Regions from separate parts of the Mus musculus genome. Here region 2 is linked to region 1. A link is a contact called in public HiChIP or PLAC-seq data. All regions are on one chromosome and are shown on one strand. The core of a region is the stretch at or near the end of the contact, and the rest is flanking DNA. Distances in the headings are between cores, read along the strand shown. Region 1 overlaps Rptor (regulatory associated protein of MTOR, complex 1). Region 2 holds the start of Chmp6 (charged multivesicular body protein 6).

Region 1 (6,618 bases), core at 678-3,177:
TCACACAGCCGGGCAGCTCACACAGCCGGGCAGCTCACACAGCCGGGCAGCTCACACAGCCGGGCAGCTCACACAGCCGGGCAGCTCACACAGCCGGGCAGCTCACACAGCCGGGCAGCTCACACAGCCGGGCAGCATGCTTTGCCCTGCTCTGCTGCAGCGCCAGCCTTCCCACAGTGCCCTCACTCCATGGTCAGTGCCCCACCTAGCTCTCTCCCTCGTCTTTCATGATGCTAGCCTTTCACTCCATGCCCACCCCTGTCTCCCTCTTTCGAGCTGCCTCCTTCCATAGGGTGTCTGGCCTGGATCCTCCACCTTCTCTCTTCTGTCCTGTCTCCTGGTTTCTGTTGTGTGTTCGAGCTTGCTGTGCTTTGCTGTATCCAAGACAGTATTTAAGATGGCCTCTCCATCTCTGAAGTAACCCACAGCTGGGTCCTAATCTTCATCTTGCTTGATTCATCTCATGTCCAGTACTGCTGAGTACATCACTGACCTGGCTTCCAAAGCCCCACATCCATATGATCTTGCTCTATCTTCACAACGATTCCCTTCACCATTTTCTTGGAAGGTTCCACCTGTCTCCTTGGCCTCTAATAGTTAGAGTCAGTCCTGGGTCCCTTCTCTAGAGCTCAACCACAAACAAACAAACAAACAAAAAAAAAAACCAACAACAACAACAAAAAAACAGGCTAAATATGGTGCACACCTGCAATCTCAGCTCTCAGGAAGCTGAGGAAGGAAGATGAGGAACCGCAGACTGGTGTGGGTAGACAGGGAAACTCTCTCTCTCTCAAAATAATACTCACAGTGATAGTGAAGAAATGGTGGTTCTGGAGACATGGCCTCGTGTTCCTACAAGTCGTATGTGCTCTCCTGCAGAGGACTGGGGCTCAGGGATGCAGTGACCCTCATAGCTACCTCTTATCACACCCTCCCTGATGGTTGACAGGCCACACATTCAGATTTCCTCTGTCTCCTGTCAGGCTGTTGACAGAGCCCGTAAGCCCTGCGCCCTCCAGCTCTGTCCATTGTGGTCACTGCCTTGTCAGGACTGAGGGGTGAGGGAGGGCGGTGGAAAGAAACCTGCCTCCCTAACCGACTCTTTGGCTTTTCCCACAGCACAGCCCATTCTTTGCCGAGCAGCTGACAGCATTCCAGGTGTGGCTCACAATGGGTGTGGAAAACAGGAGCCCCCCAGAGCAGCTGCCCATCGTCCTGCAGGTCAGTCGCTTCCCACAGACCTAACTGAGACACCTGTTCCTCAGGAGGCGAGCCGGGCTGTGCTTCAGGCCAACGGTACATCGATGTGTTACATCTGATCTGAAGTCAGATGCTTGCTTACTCCCAGCGGCCTCCTCTTGGCAAAGCCACTGAATTCCCTTTTTCCTCTCCCAATTAAATATAGATTGGGATAGATCACCACTCCCTCCTCCTGCTTACATGTTAGGAACTAATGAAGTGTCACTGCCAACGAACCTTGCTATGGTGCAGAATCTTGGCATCACCACCTCCTTCTGTTTGGAAGGACACGAGATAAAAGTTTGTCCTGTGAGGAAAGGGTGAGGCCACCAAGCAGATCCTAACGGGGCTATGACATCATTTCCTGACCAATACCAGAGCAGCACAGACAGACCAGGTCCTTGCTGTGGTCCTCAGAAAAACAGGACCTTCTCTATGTGTCAGCAATTCATGTGCAAACTGGTCTGGTTCTGGGGGACCCATTTACTGCCTGCTGACTGAAATGACATGGGGCAGGGATATGAATAGTGGATTTGTCATCACAGTTGGGTAGATAAGTCACAAAGATTGTGTCTCATTAAATGTGTGTTTGTGGGAGAAACTGATAAGCTAGGCTGTGACTAAGAAAAGACCTTTTACTCGGGAACCATTGACTAGATCAGATACCTAGGATTGGCAACTTACTGTAAAAGCCAGAAAATACTATTTATCAAGTTTCCAGGGCAGTTGAGCTCAGGCAGAAGCTGTGGAAATCATGAGGGTGTACCACTTGGAAGGTTAGGAAGCCTGTATCTCTGGAGGAGCAGAGGGCAGGCTCCCCTCTCAGTGGGAGGGGCAGAGCTTGCCAAGGGCCAGGGATGGGGCCATCACTCTCCAAAGCACTCGTTATAATCAGCCAGACCCATGGTCTGATTTCCACCTGCCTAAGGACATTGCCTCGCTTCTTTCAAAGAAGGCCTTGTGTTTGCTCATTAGGGCTGCTAACCACATTGTGTGGACAACCCTCCATCTTCACTGTGCCAAATGCTCAGAGCAACTGTAGCTCAACAGTGTCTCCGCAGAGCACAGTGCCCTCCCCACCCTACCCCATCCCCCACCAGAGCCTCTCCCACAGCACAGCCAGCCTCCCAATCTCAGGAGGTGATTCACCTATCCCAGACCTTGGGTTTCTCCCTGTCTAAAGCCCCGGTAATCTCAGCCAGCAAAAAATAAATAATATTTTTTTAAAAAGGCAAGAAAGAAGAATGCATGTAACATAAAGAGTTACCAATAGCCTGTTCCTCTTGAAGTGGGAACTTTGTAGAATGGCCTTAGGTCAAAGAGAGGTAATGCTATATTGTTACGTCTTTTCTGAAATTATAAAAATAATTATCACTGCTCCTCTTACATGTGTCTAGCATAGTTTTAAGAAAGTTCTGGAACTGCAAGAAGAGCTAGAAACTAACCAAATGTTTCCACAACAAAGCAAAAGTAATGACAGCAGGACAAGGCCTGGGGAGGCGCAATGCCTGCGTGATTCCAGTAAATGGCAGCAACCCTGGGTCACCTGGGTCACCACACCACTCTCTCTCCACCCTGCCTATTATTGAAGCAGCACAGCAGAGTAGCGCTGGTCCTCCCCACAGCAGGGCTCCAGGGCCAGGCATGTTCATCCAGTTCTTTGGGGTCTGGCAATAGTCCTTTTGTAAATGGCTTTTATCGACTTTATTTTTCATGTTCCATTTACAACCCACACTCTCAGGGTAGGGGAAGACCTCTAGAGCCAGCCTGATACCAAACATGGAGCAGTAGCCATGAGAGCACACACACCATCTTCCATGTGCTCTTTCAGACAGAAGTAAGCAGCAGGTCCTGTACCACACAAAAGGCTCTGTCTCCCGGGCCAGGTCCCCTATGACTCAAGGGGCGAGCCCTGAAGAACAGACTTGGGGTAGACAAAGAACGGGATAGGAGCTAGGGAATGCAGGGCTCTGGGAGGCCCACCTGGCCTCACTCAATTTGCTACTTCCCTGGCTTTGACCTGAAAGCCTTTATTGTTTCCAGAGCCTGGGCCAGCTCTGTTAGAGAAGGAGAGAAGATCTTAATACAGACTGCAGTGATTCCTTTCAGGAAATTCCCATAGTGAACTCCTTGCATCCAGTAACAGAGGCGTTAGCCGCAGTAAGAGGCTCCATCAGGCTCTGTTGAGTTGTAGCCCCATCAAACAGTAACATGGACCTGACCTCTCCCAACCAGCTTCAGGATCCTTTCTGCCTTTTAAAAACAACATCAGACTGCTATGTCCTCCACTTTGTGACTGCTGGCATCAAGAAGCAATCTCAAAGTGTGGCTTTGTATGGTTCTGCCTAGAACTTGCCACGACTGCCTTCCCCCATCAGGGCAGCTGGACAGAGGTACCCAAACAGAAGAAGAAAGAAAGTCAAACAAGAAAGACCAGAATGGATTCACAGGGCAGAGTTTTCTTTTTCTCTCTCTCTCTCTCTCTCTCTCTCTCTCTCTCTCTCTCTCTCTCTCTCTCTTTTCGTTTTTTTTTTTTCTTCGAGACAGGGTTTCTCTGTGTAGCCCTGGCTGTCCTGGAACTCACTCTGTAGACCAGGCTGGCCTCGAACTCAGAAATCTGCCAGCCTCTGCCTCCCACGTGCTGGGATTAAAGGTGTGTGTCACCACCGCCTGGCAGAATTATTCGCTTAACATGGATGTTGTGTATCACTTGTCTTTCACCAAGTGTTTGCTGTTGGTGCCTCTTATTTCAAACGTAGTCTGGGCCTGAAGCACAAGGCCACTGTCAGGATTCAGGACAGTGCGGATGCCACCACAGTTCTGCCCTACATGCCATGATGGTGCTGCCCCTCAGAAGTTCCTGGGTCTCCTGCTGGAGGTGGGAGTCCTGGCCCACCAGAGCCTCAGTTTCTCTTCATGTCTCAGGCAAAAGCCTGAGCACAGTTTATATGATGACGCGAGTATGGGTTACCTTAGCAGGCCCTGCCTGGAGTGTGCTCTTCATTCCTACTCTCCACAGACGAGGAGGAGCCCAGGACCTGCTCACTCCCTGTCGGCAGTGAGTCCCTGCATCTGTGACAGCTTGGTTTTCAGTTGTTTATTAATTTTAAGAAACTGTGTGTGTGTGTGTGTGTGTGTGTGTGTGTGTGCGCGCGCGTGCACATGCATGTGCGCCTGGATGTTTTGCCTGCATGTATGTCTGTGCAACATGTTCACTGCCCACAAAGACCAGAAGAGGATATCAAGTCTATGAACCCAGGTCCTCTGTAAGAGCAGCCAGTACTCTTTCTTAACTATCAAGGCAGATCTTCAGACCCCACTTCTTAATTTTTTGAAGTACAAATACACACCTAAAAAATCCAATCTAGGGCTGGTGAGATGGCTCAGCGGGTAAGAGCACTGACTGCTCTTCCAAAGGTCCTGAGTTCAAATCCCAGCAACCACATGATGGCTCAAAACCATCCGTAACGAGATCTGACGCCCTCTTCTGGAGTGTCTGAAGACAGCTACAGTGTACTTACATATAATAAATAACTAAATAAATCTTTTTAAAAAAAAAACAAAAAAAAATCCAATCTATGTTCTTAAAGCAATCTTAATTCATGTTGGACCTCAGTTTTTTAAAAGGTTTTAATCAATAGAAGAAACAGAAAATGTGCTATTGGGGGGAAAAATAAGCAGTACTTTATATTGCTCCCATAGGCTTCGATAATGATCCTTGTGTTTGTATTGAGTGGTGACAGTGGACAGTGCTGTCCCAGGAGACTCTGTGTCTGTTCCTGAGGATTGTGTTGACCTTGTACTGAGCATTAATAAACCAGAGACACCGGGCACTTTGTTTGCCCGGTCACATCCAGCAAGTGTTATGGGTGATGCTTCTTGTTAAAAGGGTGGAGTGGTCTAGCCAACGGCTAGTTCTTAATTATAGATGTTACAACCTATAATTTCACTTCTTCACTTCATCCTCAGGAGAAGACAATTGTGAAAAGCTGTGCAGATTAGGACATTTGTCAGAGTTGTCTGTGATGTCTAGCATTAGGGAAATCATTTAAACAAGCCATGCACATTTCTACAGAGGACACACTGTGCTTCCACTGGGAGAGAGAAATATTGTCCCAAGTGTCTAGGGAGGGGAACAGCCCTCACCATGTATAATCTCACTGAAAAAGGAAGTGGGATAGACCTTGCTGCACAGAGAGCAGAGCAGCAGTGAGGGCCTGCTGAGCACAGTGTGCTGCTCACACTGGTACTTGGTGCGGGTGGCATAGTTTACTTGGGTAATGAAGTATTTTCTCAGTCTGTCTAAAGCACGAATTGACAGGCAGAAGCCCAGCTAGAACAGAAGCCGTGGGGTTGTGTTGTCAGACCCTCAGGGCCACCAGCTCACACTGGAGCTTTCTCGGAGGGGTGGTAGCAGTCAGGTGTCCTGCTTCGGTGGCTCCATGTCTTTCTCTGTTTTCCAGGTGCTGCTAAGCCAGGTGCACCGGCTGAGAGCATTGGACTTGCTGGGACGGTTTTTGGACTTGGGCCCTTGGGCGGTGAGCTTGGTGCGTGTCTTCTGCCTCGCCTGGGGGAAGGGAAGCTAAGATTAGACTCAGTGAGACAATTTGAACTCCAAAGTCATAGTCCTGCCAGCCCGTGGTGGGGTGGGTGGAGCAGGGCATCCTTGCTCTATCCTGCTCTGGGGCTTTTGTCAGTATTAGATCCCCTCTAGTTTAGGCTTCTCGAAGCCTTCCATGGCCTTTTTCTCCCAGACGTCTGCACCCTCACACTGTCCACACTGTGATTTAGGCTCAGTTCTGAACTATTCTTCTGGGTCCTTTTTCTACAGAGCAGCAGTAGAACCAAGCAGTGGTCCATGTTCCCAATAGATAAGTCATCAGGAAATCAGAGAGAGGCTCGGGAAACCTGCAGACTAAAGATGCTTAGAGCTTATTTAGCTTTGTCTGCAAGTAAAGGTTTAAAATTGGGGCTAAAAAGAAGACTCACACCAACCAGAGAGTATATATGGGCTGCCCCATGGCCCTGCTATATGTGTAGCAGAGAACTGCCTTGTGTGGCCTCAGTGGGAAAGGATGAGCTTAATCCTGTAGAAATGTGACGCCTCGGGGAAGGAGGATGCTAGTGGGGCGAGGTGGCAGTAGGTGGGAGAACAAAGGGGAGGGGAATCTAGTCTCATCAGCAAGCTCCAGGCTTATTTCCAGACCATCAGAAAACAAGGAGAGGAGGTTGGCTTCCTGTGCACACATAAGCATTCCAAAATACAGGTGTGCACACATGCACCTACATACAGAAAATTAAATAATGAAGCTTAAAACAATACTGTTGAAACAATTAGAAATCTTTTTCATATTATAAACAGGAGCTGTCCACTCTGTG
Region 2 (6,770 bases), core at 4,197-6,696, 96 kb after region 1:
TTGCCACCAAGAAGGGAATGCGTGTTCAAACAGTTGAGCCTCCTGGGGCCATGCGTATGACATCATGGCAGCTCACCTTTCCCAAAGGACGCCAGAAGCTTGTCTGTGAGGAACCTTGTAGACCAGAGACGAAGGTGGGAGATGTTGTCATCCAAGTGGGTTCCTGATTCCTCAGGGACCTGGGGTAGGCAGGGTGGGTTCAGTTGCAGGAAAGATGTTAAGCTTTGAGCAGCAGGCAGGACAAACGGGACTGGGCGGGCTCTGCTCACTGTGAATGATTAAGTGCAGAGGGTGATCTTTTTTTTTTTTTAAAAGCCAGCTGGGGCCAACGGGCCAGACACAAAGTATCTCAAGGGCAGGCTTGGGAGATGACCCAGAGGTGAAGCACATGTCCTGCAAGCCTGACCACCTGAATCCAGATCCCCTAAACCCATGTAAAAGCCAGCACAGGAGGCATCGCTAATCCCAGCACCCCAAAGAGAGATGGGCGGAACCAACAGGAAGACTTCTAGAAGCCCAGGAGCAGCTAGCCTGGTGGGCGTAACAAGCAGAAGATGCTGCCTCAAACAAGGTGAAGGAAAGACGACCCAAGGTTGTCCTCTGACCTCTACATGTACATAGTGGCACTTGATGAAAACACACACACACACTCACCTCACAGTTGGGTTGTGTGGTACTTGTCAGGAGGCTCACTCCTGCCCTGCTGACCTCAGCTGTGGTGGCACACCTGGTCAGAGCTGGCACACACCACCATAAGTTCCAGATTCCTTGCTTGTCTTGTGACGGAGATAAAATGGCTGTCAGAGGCAATCTAAAGAAGGATTTCCTGTGGTGAGGCAGAGCAGCCTCATGGCAGCAGGAGCTGAAGAAGGGGAGCCTGCTCACACAATAGTGGATAGTAAGCCAAGATGGAGGACTAGACCAGGTGTAACCTTCAAAGGCAGTCACCAGCACCCTTCCTCCAACCTAGCTCCACTTTCTAAAGTTCCCACACCCTCCCCAAATTGCACAGCTAGGGAGTATTGTGGGGGACACTTCACATGCAAACCATAACTAGTCCTGACTGGCTTCTTTTCCAGGCTATGTGGCCCCTTTTGGCCTGATGACTGAGTTTCAAGAACAAGCATACAGAGGTCCCAGAAAGGAACTTGTCAGCGTCTGTAACCTGGACACATGGTGGTCCTAATAATTCACTTACTCCCTCCTGAGTCAGCTTTGTATAGCTGGGCTCTGGAAAAACTTCGGGTGAGTGCAAGGTTGAGCTCCGTCAGCAGAGGGCGCTGGAACTGCAGGAAGCCCTGGAGGCAGAAGGGGGCTTCCTCTATGTCTCTTTCCGCCTGAGGGAGGGGGGTCAGAATTTCACTCCCTAGCCCCAGACCTCCTTTTGGGGCCCAGCACCCTCTTTTCTCTAGCACTGCAGTTCCCAGTGGACTCTTTTTACAGATCCTCAGCCTTTTTTGCAGAGTGTTGTTTCTGAGTCTTGTGTCCGGCCAGCACCTCTCCCCGGGTAGTCCTGCAGCTATCCTTCAGCCACACGCTTGGCTCCCCGTGGGGGCACAGCGTTCTCCCAGGCACTCAGCAGCTTCCCAAGGTCTCTTTCTTGGCACTTGCTGCTTATGTGTTCCTTGAGTTCCTGCACGCACACGCTTTGGTGGTTGCAGGTCTCTGGCCCTAGTGTCACAGTTTTCTGCACAGGTGACCAGTACAGCTTCTGGCTCTTTCTGAGACGGTGCATGAGTGTCAGCACAGAAGCAGTTCTACGAGACTGCAGTACAGTCCGACCTTGGCGGTGGGCTTGATTATGCTACTGGGCTTCTTGCTGCGGGATGCTGATGACATGTGGGCGTTGCCTAAGGAAGCTGCTTCCCACTGGCTGGTGATGATAAAGGGCCACTTAACATGGAGTCCAAATAGCTGCAGCAGGGTGACCATAGCAGAGGACCCATCACTGCACTGGGGCATTCACAGCAGTCACCAGGTCCTCAGCTGTAAGAAGGACAGTACTCCTTGACCTCTCTGAGGGGTCACTCCTGTCTCACAGCTATAGGACCAACACCACAGCGGTCAGAGCCTTTGCTCTGATGCATACAAGGTGACTGATGACTCAACTTGTACCTGGCCACAGAATTCCTTCCCATAGGTTAGGATCCTGGTTTGGGGTGTAACACAGTGGTAGAGCACTTGCCTAACACAGAGACCCTGGGTCCTGTCCCTAGCACCGGAGGACGTTGATGGAAAGACAGGAACCCTGAACTCTGGAGAGGACTGGACTTATGACATTGGACCTCCCAAATCACATGACCCCTCTCCAACCAGAGGGGCTTGGCCAAGAGAGCTGGAGACCCATGTTAGGGATCTTTTTATGACCCTGCATGTGGCAGGTTCAGAGGAGTCCGCCTTGAGGACCTCCATGGCCACCTTTTGTTGACATGAGGCCTATAGTTAAATCCTAGGGGTCAGGCACATGTGACATGGCAGATGGCTCGGAATGGGTATTGGGACAGTTCCTCTAAAGGACTAAAGCAAGATGGCTGTCATGGCACCGGCACGCAGAATCTCAGCAATCAGAAGCCTGCAGGTAGAGGGTCGAGAGTTTAAGGCCTGCCTGAAATAAAAAGGAACAAACACAAAAGATTTCATGCTCTAAGAACACACAAGGTTTCTGTCCTCTCCCCCTTTCCTGTCCCAGTCCTCTACCAGTGTGTGCTGGGTCACCATTGCTGTGATGAAACACCATGACCAAAAGCAAGCTGGGAAGGAAAGGGTTTATTGTATTTGGCTTACACTTCCACATGGTCTGTCATCAAAGGAAATCAGGACAGGGACTTAGACAGGAGGCAGGAGCTGATGCAGAGGCCATGGAGGGGTGCTGCTTACTAGCTTGCTCCTCATGGCTTGCTCAGCCTTCTCTCTTATAAAGCTCAGGACCACCAGCCCAGGGATGGCACCAGCCACAATGGGCTGGGCCCTCCCAAGTCAGTCACTAAATAAGAAAAATACCTTACAGCTGGATCTTTTTTGTTTGTTTGTTTTTGTTTTTTTCAAGACAGGGTTTCTCTGTATAGCCCTGGCTGTCCTGGAACTCACTTTGTAGACCAGGCTGGCCTCAAACTCAGAAATCTGCCTGCCTCTGCCTCCCAAGTGCTGGGATTAAAGGTGTGAGCCACCATGCCCGGCTCTACAGCTGGATCTTATGGAAGCATTTTCTCAACTGAGATTCCCTCCTTTCAGGTGACTCTGGCTTATATCAAGTTGACGTAAAATTAGCCATAACAGCCGAGCATGGTGGCAGGCAGATTTCTGAGTTCGAGGCCAGCCTGGTCTACAAAGTGAGTTCCAGGACAGCCAGGGCTATACAGAGAAACCCTGCCTCAAAAAACCAAAATAAATAAATAAATAAATAAGCCATAACAGACACACACACACACACACACACACACACACACACACACACACACACACACACAGAGAGAGAGAGACAGAGAGACAGAGAAAGAGACACAGAGACAGACAGAGAGAGAGAGAAAGAGAGAGAATCCTTTTAAAATACAGAAAACTTACTGGGCATGATGGCTCACATCTTTAATCCCAGCAAAGGGAGGCAAAGGGAAGCAGATCTCTGGGAGTTCAAGGCCAGCTTGGTCTACAGAGTGAGTTCTAGGACAGCCAGGGCTACAGAGAGAGGAAAATATCTTTAAAATAAGTAAGTAAATTTTAAAACCATATTTATTCTTAGCTTGTAGGCTGTATAAAAAGGAGAGGGGAGATCAAACCGGTTTGACTCACGGGCCATAGTTGCCAAATCCTGGCTTACAGACGGAAAGAATTCAGACATTTCCAGCTCTGTATTGGCAGAGAACTAGGAAGAATGTGTGGAAGCGCTTCCAGAGTGTTATGGTAGAAACAGAACCCTCCCTGGGCAATAAATACTCCTAGCTAAATGGTTGCAGCCAGCAAGGCACTGGGTACTGTGGGCTGTTGCTTGACAGACTGGGCCTCAGTTAGTGACTCTGGGATGTCAGGGCATCCTAGCACGGAGTAGACAAGAGTGGACAGAGAAAGTGGGTGATTTCAAGGCCATCTTGGTCTGCATAGCAAGTCCCAAACCAGCCAGAGATACCCTGGACCTGCACAAGACCTCTGTCCCACACCCCTGAACATGCCCTTGGTTAGGGCATGAGAACCACACAGGTCGGAAGCTCCAGCCTTCTAGTAAGTTCTGCCCCAGTACTGCCCTTTATAGTCATGTTGACCACAGGGACAGGGTACCATTACTGCGATTTTATGGGGCCAGTTGGCCCACAGAGCATTGGAGACTAAGATATGACAGCTAACCATCAAAGTCAGTGGCTGAGCCCGATTAGGGCAGCTGACTGTACAGAGAACCCTGGGATAAAGGGTTCCTGGCTAGTTAGAAGGCCCCTTGGAATCAAATCAAAACAAAAAAACCAACCTCTAGAAACTGCTTCTAAGTGACAGAAGGAGCTAGAACCCTAGGTCTGGTAGCCAGAGCCTGCCCCAAGTCCTTACCATGGACTTTACTCTCAGCCTCTCGTGCTGTTCTTAAAACCAAGTCAAGACTGGGAGCCTCTTATGCCTAAGGAGTCACAAGAGCCACTGCTGCGACACCGGAAAGCCCCCTCCATGCCTTCTGCCCTTGTTTACTGAAGGAGTTGGGGGTGGGGGAAGGGAAAATGCAGGCAGTTCAGGAATCAGAAGAAGCTGCCTGCCGAGGGATAGCCACTGGCTTTACTGGATTCATAATGTGTTGAGCCTGAGGCTAAGACTGAGCCCTTCGTTCAGAAAGGTGTAAATGAACAAGAATGCTTAGTAATTGGCCCAGCTGCTTGTACTGTCTGCCTCCCGAAGGGATATTACCCGGATGATTGCCGTGGGGAAGGAGAACTCCCCTCCTAGCAAAGGCATTGAATTCAGGACAGTGGCGCCCTTTTTGGGGCTGTTAGGGTGTAGAGCCCCACTCATGAGTGTCTTGTCCCCGCCCCCTGACTCACCAAGGGCCTACAGAGGGCAGGTGTGATCAGAGAATCCCTGGGGTTAGTGTGTCAGTCCCAGCAACCGGGCTGACTCAACGGTAGCCTAAGGACTGTCCACAGTGAGGAAACTAGGGGACGAAGGTGACAGCGCCGAATGGCAGGTGAACGCTGGTGCACACTTCTCAGCAAGCACTTGTAGGTCCAAAACACTGGGTGTGTGTATGTTCTGCGCCAGCGGGGAGGGGGGCGTCGGCTGGGCGGTTTTGAAAGTCAGGAAGCCTGATTTAGGCTCACTCCTGTGAGGTGCTCTGAATTAATCACAGTCCCATCTGATTAGCTGAAAGGCCGAGGGAGGGCGTTCGCATCGCCTAGTAAGTCCAGCGGTGCGCTGCGCTAGGGACGAAGCTGCTTCGCGTTCTGAGGCGCGTGGCTCCGCGCGGCCGCCGTAGGTCGGGCGGAGTACGGTGGCCGCAGAGCGGCGGCTGCGACGGGTTCGGCCGGCCGGCGCGGGGCCGCCATGGGCAACCTGTTCGGCCGCAAGAAGCAGAGCCGAGTCACCGAACAGGACAGGGCCATCCTGGTGAGGGGCCTACGGCGGGCAGGGGGCCGGGCCCCGTGGGGGAAACTGAGGCGGGAAGCGGAGCGGGCCGCGCTTCCGGTGCCATGGCGCGCCCAGCTGCAGACTCCTGGACCAGCCCCGGCTCGGCCCGGAAAGACCGGGATTGTGTCTCGGGGCTGAGCGCCGATCCGTGAGAGAAGGTGCCAGGAAGGAAGCCTGTGGCCTTGGCCTTGGAATCCCAAGCCATAAGTTATTGAAAGTTCCTAGAAAAAGCCCCCAGATAAAGATCCCGTGGGCGTGGCTTTCACTAAAAGTCTCAGCGTGATTCTTACTGGGAAAGGGTGCTCGTCCCCCATCTCTGCAGCCTCTGTGTGAGCTGGAAGCCCCCGAGACACTCGTGTCTCAGGACACCGCCCTCCATCTCTAAGTAAAACTGTCACAGAGGTGGGTCCTGCGGACAGGACACACCTTGTCTGCTCCTCTGTGGAATTCGGAGGCTCAGGACACCACTGTCAAGCACACATCTGAACAGTCCCAGAGCGCCAGGCACCAGGAAGGAAAGTGCCTAGCTCCAGGTGCTGCTGCTGCCACTGCCTGACCTGCTCAGATTGCTTGGTCTCCAGAGGCACAGTCTGGCCATCCTGCAGCTCCATTTGGTGCCCCTGTCTCCCCAGGCAAGATGCCTGATGCTTTGTAAACAGCTGGCAGAAATAACCACCCGAGAAGAGCATGGGTAGCCTAACTCAAGGTCTCCAAACCTAAAGGGTGGAAATAGTGAGCACTCTCTGTCATGCAGTTGATGCCCACCGTGGGGCAGACCCTGTAGAGGACACTGGGTGAAGGTGGGAGACCCAGAACCACACCCAGGCCCATGCTCAAACACACACACACACACAAAACACGCTAGCAGAGCTCCCCAGCTAGCCTGTTCTCCTAGGTAACCTACAGTCTATGGTGAATGGTTTCTCACTAACTAAACCTTAAAGGTGCCCATGGCCTTCACTTGAAATAGTCTGCCTCAGGGTTTCATTCTGTGTGTGACATGTGCCCAGGGCCTGTACCTGTTCATCATGGCTCCGCCTGAAGGGTCGGCATTTGGACACAGAACAGAAATGGGCTGAACAGGAGGACTGAGCGCACTTGGCTAGTGGCTGGGGAGGGGGAGGCAGAAGATGTCAACTTCAGACCCTTTGTTACATTTGAGCCTCCCAGGGCCT

The links. HiChIP or PLAC-seq counts read pairs in DNA pulled down with a chosen protein or histone mark.
Region 2: a contact with region 1 is called in an HNF4G HiChIP or PLAC-seq map of pancreatic cancer cells. The contact joins the promoter of Chmp6 here to the enhancer-like site in region 1. A contact is called at or near these places in 4 of 484 Hi-C or Micro-C datasets (CD8 central memory T cells, embryonic stem cells, nephron progenitors and 1 more), 4 of 115 datasets of contacts at active chromatin or transcription factors (bone marrow-derived macrophages, embryonic stem cells and pancreatic cancer cells) and 3 of 9 other capture datasets (adipose tissue, liver and pancreatic islet).

What each region holds. Positions count from the first base shown.
Region 1 is chr11:119,815,959-119,822,576 of GRCm38.p6, forward strand. It overlaps Rptor (regulatory associated protein of MTOR, complex 1), which reads left to right. Exons shown (of 34, transcript NM_028898.3): 11 at 1,120-1,221; 12 at 5,703-5,786. Rptoros (regulatory associated protein of MTOR, complex 1, opposite strand) reads right to left here. Exons shown (of 3, transcript NR_045313.1): 3 at 4,853-5,806. Among named protein-coding and RNA genes, the nearest start is that of Rptoros, 15 kb to the right of the region's middle. Within about 2 kb of position 1,928, at least 44 of the 459 cell types and tissues checked have an H3K27ac peak or open chromatin away from gene starts, as enhancers often do. A contact at or near this core is called in bone marrow-derived macrophages and pancreatic cancer cells, where this site is marked.
Region 2 is chr11:119,908,364-119,915,133 of GRCm38.p6, forward strand. It overlaps Chmp6 (charged multivesicular body protein 6), which reads left to right and starts at 5,447. Exons shown (of 8, transcript NM_001085498.2): 1 at 5,447-5,574. The coding sequence starts at 5,512. It overlaps Gm39485 (a long non-coding RNA gene), which reads right to left and starts at 5,449. Exons shown (of 3, transcript XR_003949830.1): 1 at 5,013-5,449; 2 at 655-2,605; 3 at 1-179.